2 separate regions of the Ovis aries genome follow, and region 2 is linked to region 1. The links are chromatin contacts, called in public Hi-C maps. All regions are on one chromosome and are shown on one strand. The core of a region is the stretch at or near the end of the contact, and the rest is flanking DNA. Distances in the headings are between cores, read along the strand shown. Region 1 holds the start of NDUFA7 (NADH:ubiquinone oxidoreductase subunit A7). Region 2 holds the start of ZNF414 (zinc finger protein 414).

The links. A called contact is a pair of places that touch in the nucleus more often than the background predicts.
Region 2: a contact with region 1 is called in a Hi-C map of muscle, with 2.9 times the contacts expected there. The contact joins the promoter of ZNF414 here to the promoter of NDUFA7 in region 1. A contact is called at or near these places in 6 of 16 Hi-C or Micro-C datasets (blood, hypothalamus, mixed tissues and 3 more).

What each region holds. Positions count from the first base shown.
Region 1 is chr5:14,705,524-14,708,925 of ARS-UI_Ramb_v3.0, reverse strand. It overlaps NDUFA7 (NADH:ubiquinone oxidoreductase subunit A7), which reads left to right and starts at 1,459. Exons shown (of 4, transcript XM_004008565.4): 1 at 1,459-1,523; 2 at 1,938-1,987. The coding sequence starts at 1,473. It overlaps RPS28 (ribosomal protein S28), which reads right to left and starts at 1,337. Exons shown (of 4, transcript XR_003589363.2): 1 at 1,268-1,337; 2 at 1,126-1,173; 3 at 492-625; 4 at 227-308. It overlaps KANK3 (KN motif and ankyrin repeat domains 3), which reads left to right. Exons shown (of 12, transcript XM_060415521.1): 12 at 1-63.
Region 2 is chr5:14,857,532-14,860,736 of ARS-UI_Ramb_v3.0, reverse strand. ZNF414 (zinc finger protein 414) reads left to right here and starts at 1,534. Exons shown (of 7, transcript XM_027969757.2): 1 at 1,534-2,670; 2 at 3,001-3,108. The coding sequence starts at 2,388. LOC121819605 (a long non-coding RNA gene) reads right to left here and starts at 1,470. Exons shown (of 3, transcript XR_006059865.2): 1 at 1,240-1,470.

The DNA.
Region 1 (3,402 bases), core at 210-2,709:
TGAGCTAGCCCCTAGTCTACCCATTCCTCCAGCCTTCTTACCTAATAAAACCTTCTTAACTCATCTTGTCCTGTTTTGAAGGTGTACACAGACACATGGTTCTCCCTTCTCACAGAGAAAATGCCTTGTTGGGGAACATCCTCTACTTTCAGAGTACAGTGGGTCAATGACCACCTGGGGACCCACAGAAAGATTTTGGAAATCTAATGACAACCCAGACAAAACCTCAGGTTTACATACGAAACACACACTTTATTAACAGCAGATCATCCTGGTGGGCCAAGGCGTCAACCCAGACATCCAGCACCCTGTAAACAAACCCAAGGGTTGAGATGCTGACAAGGTGCCCCCACCCCAAACAGGGAAACCCCCATCTTGCTAACTTCAGAAGACCCCGACCAACAGCCCTTGATCCTTGGCGAAATCTCCCCACCCCCAAGCAAGGGTCTAACAAGGAGCTGCTCGATTTCCCACTCCATTTGTGCACTCACCAGTCACAAGTTCAGCGCAGCCTCCGAGCCTCTCGCTCTGACTCCAACAGGGTGAGCACGTCGCCCTCGCGCACGGGGCCTTTCACGTTTCGGATGATGGAGCGGCTCGTGTCGTCCATGAATTCTACGCGCACCTACGGGGCCCACAGGAGGGATGGAAGAAGTCAGAGTCGGTTGAGAATAGGATCCATGGGATAAGCGGCTGATGTCGATCCAGAGAACGTTTCTGTTTAGAGACGCTTAAAAGGGCCTGAGGCTGGGAAGGCAGGACTGGGATAGGAGACAAGCCGGAGAGGGGCCGAGGCTGGAGAACAAAGCTCTCGAGCGCCAGAAGATGCCACCAGGGGAGACAACTGGGGGTTGTCGTGAGGGCATAGAGCCACAGTGGTCGTTGGCACAGGCTGAACCATGACAACGAACTATGTTAGAACTCGGGGAATGAGATCGCCAGAGCCCAGATCCAGTGGGCAGAGCCTTGGCTAAATTTCCGACCCTCAATAAACTCTGGGAAATAGGGAACATATCGGCTCCCAGACACCAGAGAACAAAACCCAGGGCACAGAAATTATCCTCGAGATTCAAACTTTAGAAGCCCCCAGCAAACATCCCTCCGCTCCCCGCCTCCCCCGCTCACCTGCGTGCACTGTCCCTGAGAACCGGTCCTGCCCAACACCTTGGTGACCTTGGGGAAAGAAACTGGAATCAGATCTAGCCCACCCGGTTCCCTTACTCCCTCCTCCCTCATCTGGGCCCTCAAAACCGGGCCTCCGCCTCACCCTGGCAAGCTTGATGGGCTGCACACGGCTCGTGTCCATGATGGCGGCGCGGCGGCGGTCGGGCGGAGAGGAGTCACGTGTTTCGGAGAGACTATTTATATGACTCCCTAGCTCCGCCTATTCCTGCTCTCGCGAGACCGTACGCCATGTTCCCAGCAGTCCCTGCAGTAGAGACGTCACCGGCGCCCTTCAGTGCCGGTGAAAGATGGCGTCCGCTACCCGTTTGATCCAGGGGCTGCGGAACTGGGCATCCGGGGTGCGCGGGGCGGGGCGGGAAGGGGCTGTGGATACTGCAGGCCTTGCGCGCCCTGACCCGCTCCCTCTACTCGCCTCCTTTTTGCATCTCTGGGGCTGAGGCCATTAGTGCCGAGATTCTCCTAAGCAGGGAATTCTCCGCAGCCTGGAACCCCGAACTCCTTCAACCCAGGACACCCTCCCCAGCCGTTGGCTATGGTACCATTCAGGCCTGGGGTCTCCCTAGGCCCGTACCTTTTTAGCTTTGAGATCTTGTTCCGGCCCCCAGCTCCCCTGTTCACCTCCAAGTCCCGTATCCTGTCCTCAAAGACCCATGTCCCACCTTTCTCTTAATTTGTTCTGTGCGAGACTGCCGGTTAGCTGGTTTCCTCTTCTGGAGTGCCCTGGGGACTGATCTCCATCCTTTCTCCCACAGCGAGACTTGCAGGCGAAACTGCAGCTGCGCTACCAGGAGATCTCTAAACGGTGAGCAAACCCCGCTCGCTCCCCAGATCCCAATCCTGCCCTCCGTCTATCAAAAAAAAAAAAAAAAAACCCAAACCCCTGTTCTTTTAGACCCCTGAAACTCTGGGCCGAAATCCTGGCTCCAGTCCCTTAGCTGGCTGTGAAGGCAGAGGTTTGCCCTTCATCTTGCTGCACTGTGTCAGATATTGTGCTTCTGCAACAACCAGATGGGGCGTGAATTCTGAGTGGGAATTTTCCGTGATTTGCAGCCTCCAGTGTGGTCCTGACAGTATTACCATCCCCAGGCTACGTATGAAAATATTTGAGACTCAGAGAAACGAAATCATTTGCTTAAAATCACTCAGAAGCCAGAAATTGACAGCCGGGATTTGAACCCAGAAGTGTCTTTGATTTCTAACTCAAGCCGGAAAATTAGTTGACATTTACAAGGCCAGGCTCTGTCCTCAGCCGTTGGGAGTCCCAGGGGAAGGAGAAAATGTCTTCTCATTCCTTTCTTGGAGCTTATATCCGAGGGAGGAGGCAGAGACATAACGTAGTAAGGAAATAAACACAGCAAGTAAAAAACACTGTTTCAGAATGCTCTGAAGAGAAAACAAAATGGACCAGATGGAAAGTGGCTACCTCAGGTTAAGTGATCAGGAAAGGTCTCAGGGATTGGCTTTGGAGTCAGCTGAAATGCCAAAGGATAATGATTAAAGCAACATTCCGGACAGAGGGAGCGGTAAGTGCCAAGGCTGTGCAGCCCGACAGAGCTAGACATAGGAAGACGACTAGTGTGGCTGAAACACTTAGAAGAATGGGGAATAGTGGTATATGCGTGTGTGTGTGTGTGTGTGTGTGTGTGTATGTGTGTATGTATGCCACAGGCAAAGGTAAGGCAGCCAGGGAGGATTAGCAGGAAAGGAAGAACAATAGCCTTAAAATAACCAAATCTTTGTGAATATCTCTATGTCGTGGCTGATTCCAGATATCAAAAGTTTTAAAGTACTTCTCCGTCCTAGGTAGTTGGTGGCCCAGTTGAGGAAAGAGTTTTGTAAGTTTCACCTTTTTTTTTTTTTAAAGGATAATGGCGCCCCCTAGTGATTCCTTTGGGCCTTTCCAGTTGGTCACGGTTCTTTTTACCCTTTCTGGGCTTGTTTTCTGGGGCTTCCCAGGTGGCTCAGTGGTAAAGAATCTGCCTGCCAGTGCAGGAGATGTCCGAGACTCGGGTTCAATTCTTGGGTCAGGACGATCCCCGGAGAAGAAGATGATAACCTGCTCTAATATTCTTATCTGGAAAATTCCGTGGACAAAGGAGCCTGGTGGGCTGCAGTCCATGGCGTCCTGAAGAGTCAGACAGGACTGAGCACACTGCTCGTGCTTGTTTTCTATAGATCCATACCCAGCAGAGGGTCTTCTTTGCACTCTAGGGATTA
Region 2 (3,205 bases), core at 285-2,784, 150 kb before region 1:
ACTTTACTGTCCCAACAATGATACATCCTCCAAAGGACACCCAGCAATCAGATGGTGTTCCTCCCCCTACTAAAAATTCATCAGCTAGAATAGAGACCACACACCTCTCTTTTACTAGGTCCCTGAATGACCTTTCTTGAACCATGTCTACGTTCTGATCTTCACTCCCTGCCTCCACCTGGCTCCAGCAGTAAGCTGATCACTTCATTGTTTCTTGTAAAAGATAAGCTTGTCCCTCCCCAACTCAGGCCACTTGAACCAGCTATTCATTCTTCCCACAGCGATGTGGCCTCCTGAACTTCCACTGAATAACTGCCTCCGGACAATCACGCAACAGCTCAGAAGTCATCTCACAGAGAAACTTCCCTGGCCTGTGACCATCACATCCTTCTGGGCTTTTTTCCCCCCTTTATTGTGCTCAGCCACTCAGTCACCACTGACTCTTTGCAACCCCATGGACTGTAGCATGTTAGGCTCCCCTGTCCATGGGATTCTCCCCAGCAAGAATACTGGAGTGGGTTGCCATTTCCTCCTCCAGGGGATCTTCCTGGCCCAGGGATCGAACCAGCTTCTCTTACATCTCCAGCATTGACAGGTGGGTTCTTTACCACTAGCGCCACCTGGGAAGCCCTTTTTCCTTTATGGCACTTAATATAACCATAAGATCATTTCCCGCATTTGTTGATTCATTGTCTGTTTCCCCATTTTAAAACGCGAGTGCCCCCTGAGAGCAGGACTGTTGGCCTGTCCTGTTCATCTCTGGATCCCCAGACCCTAGCACAAACTAGGCACTCAAGGAACGTAAGTTGGATAGGTGACTCATTTCACGCCAGGGCTCTCCACCTATCCTGAAAACACACACCACTCCATCTTCAGGCTACACACGTTCCGGGTGTCCTGAGGACGGAAAGTGAACTTGTTTCCCGCCCTTGGCTATCTCAACAGATCCATTCCAATTTCCGGACTAAGTGCATTGAAAATGTTGACGTCCGCGGCAATTTCCCTCCAAAGAAGCAGCCCTCTCAACATGACCTTCTCAAAACTGAGAACTGCTGTTTATCCCCCTTCGAGATATGGTGACGGGACGGGAGCAAACGAAGATGCTCATTTTGCACAGGAGAACACAAAGGCCCGGGAAATTTTTAATCCTAGATCTCTGTACACATATTCTGGGCATTGCTGCTGCTAAGTCGCTTCAGTAGTGTCCGACTCTGTGCGTCCCCATAGACAGCAGCCTACCAGGCTCTGCCGTCCCTGGGATTCTCCAGGCAAGAACACTCGAGTGGGTTGCCATTTCCTTCTCCAATGCATGAAGGTGAAAAGTCAAAGTGAAGTCGCTCAGTCGTGTCCGACTCTTCCGGACCCCGTGGACTGAAGCCCACCAGGCTCCTCCGTCCATGGGATTTTCCAGGCAAGAGTACTGGAGTTGGGTGCCATTGCCCTCTCCCTCTTGGCATAGCAGTTCCAGAGAATCCTGGATCTCAGGCCCCGCCTCCTCGCTGAGCACTGTGCGCGGACCCCGCCCCCGTTCTCGCGAGAGCTAGGAGCCGAAAAATGGCGCCGACGTGAGCGCGAGCCTGCGGCCACCGAAGGAGTCGCCGCAGCCTTAGTTGGAGCCGCCGGAGCTGCAGGAACAAGAGGCTGAACCAGGCTGAGGATGGTGAGCGCGGCACCGGGGATGCGGACGCGGCGAACAAGCAGGGACTGGCGGGGAGCGGCCTTCTAAGCCTCCAGCCGACCCCGCCTCCACATCCGGGCAGTCGCCTGCCGCTGTCACTCAGGGAGCACCCTACCCCCTACTTCCGGTCCTGGCTTCGACTGGGCCACGCCTACAGAGCTCAGGCACCGCCCCCTGATCTTTATATGTTTGGGGTCCCAGCACCTCCCGTTCGCCTGCACAGCTCGAACCCCTCTGGTAGATATATCTCGGTCCTCAAACACCCACTTGGCCACTTCTGGCCCTCCAGAATCTTCTTAGCCGCGTCCTGTTCAGAGCCCCGCCTTTGCGACGCCCACTCCCTCAGGGCCACGCCCCTGCCCTGTAGTGGGGGGCCCCCCAGCTTTCCAAGTTAGGATCAGAGCATGCTTCTTATCATATAGGGGCTTCCTGGAAAGGTACCCCCTTCTACATTTGGCACACCTCCCAACTCTCTTCCGAAGGACGGGGACACTGGAGGCAGACGTTCAACCCTCTCACCCACTGCCTCTCCTTAGTATGGGAGCCAACTGGGTGACGTCTCTGGGGCATTCGCTGTTTTAGAAACACCGAATGGTTATGGCGAGGTGAAGGTGTTCCCCTAGCTGGCGCAGGCAGACCCTGGGCCCAGGGGGTTCTCCCCACCTCTTCCTTCCACCAGGATGAGGAACCCTCGGGGCCCAGCCCGGACATGCCGGCTACTGCAGAGCCCAGCTCCAGTGAGACCGACAAGGGGGTGTCCCCAGTTGTGGCTGCTATAGCCAAGTCCTCTTCCATGGAGGAGGAGCCGGGCCCTGACCGGGCACCCACACCCCCAGTGTGGGAACGTGGAGGGCCCACCGGAGGGACCCAGCAGGGTGCCTCCCCAGCCCCAGACAGTGGCCATCCAGGACCTGGACACAGCCTTGGCCCAACCAGCACTGTCTCCAAGACCAGTGAGGACCTGCGACCTCCCAGACGACGCCCACCACCAGGTGACACGTGATGGGACCTTCTGGGGGATCACAGGCCTGGAACAACAGAAGTGCAGATTACTGAGTATCTCCAGACTGGGGGCCCACCTAGAAGGAATAACCACTTAATGAGCCCCATTGCGTGGCAGTCTGTGGCTCCAACGAGGAGCCAGGGAAACTCAGCCGCTACTTCCTGGTGGGGGAGGCAGAGGGTAAAGGCCCCAGTAAGAAACCATAGTTAGTAGTTGCAGGGTAGTTGCAGCCCCATAAATGCCCCTCTGAGGCAGCGCCCTGGACGGCGTGGATGAGGAAGGTATAGTGACCCTCCCCCTGCTTCTGTGCGTCCTTCAGGGAAGCAGATACCATGCTCCAGCCCAGGCTGCTGCCTCAGTTTCCCCAGCGTTCGAGACCTGGCACAGCATCTGCGTACCCACTGCCCACCCACACAGTCCCTGGAAGGTAGGGCCAGGGTAGATGGTGGGGAGGCAGGTTAGGGTGGGAGGCGGGCCGAGCCTCTGGGCCAGTCCTGGCCACCCCACTCCACTCCTCTGTCATT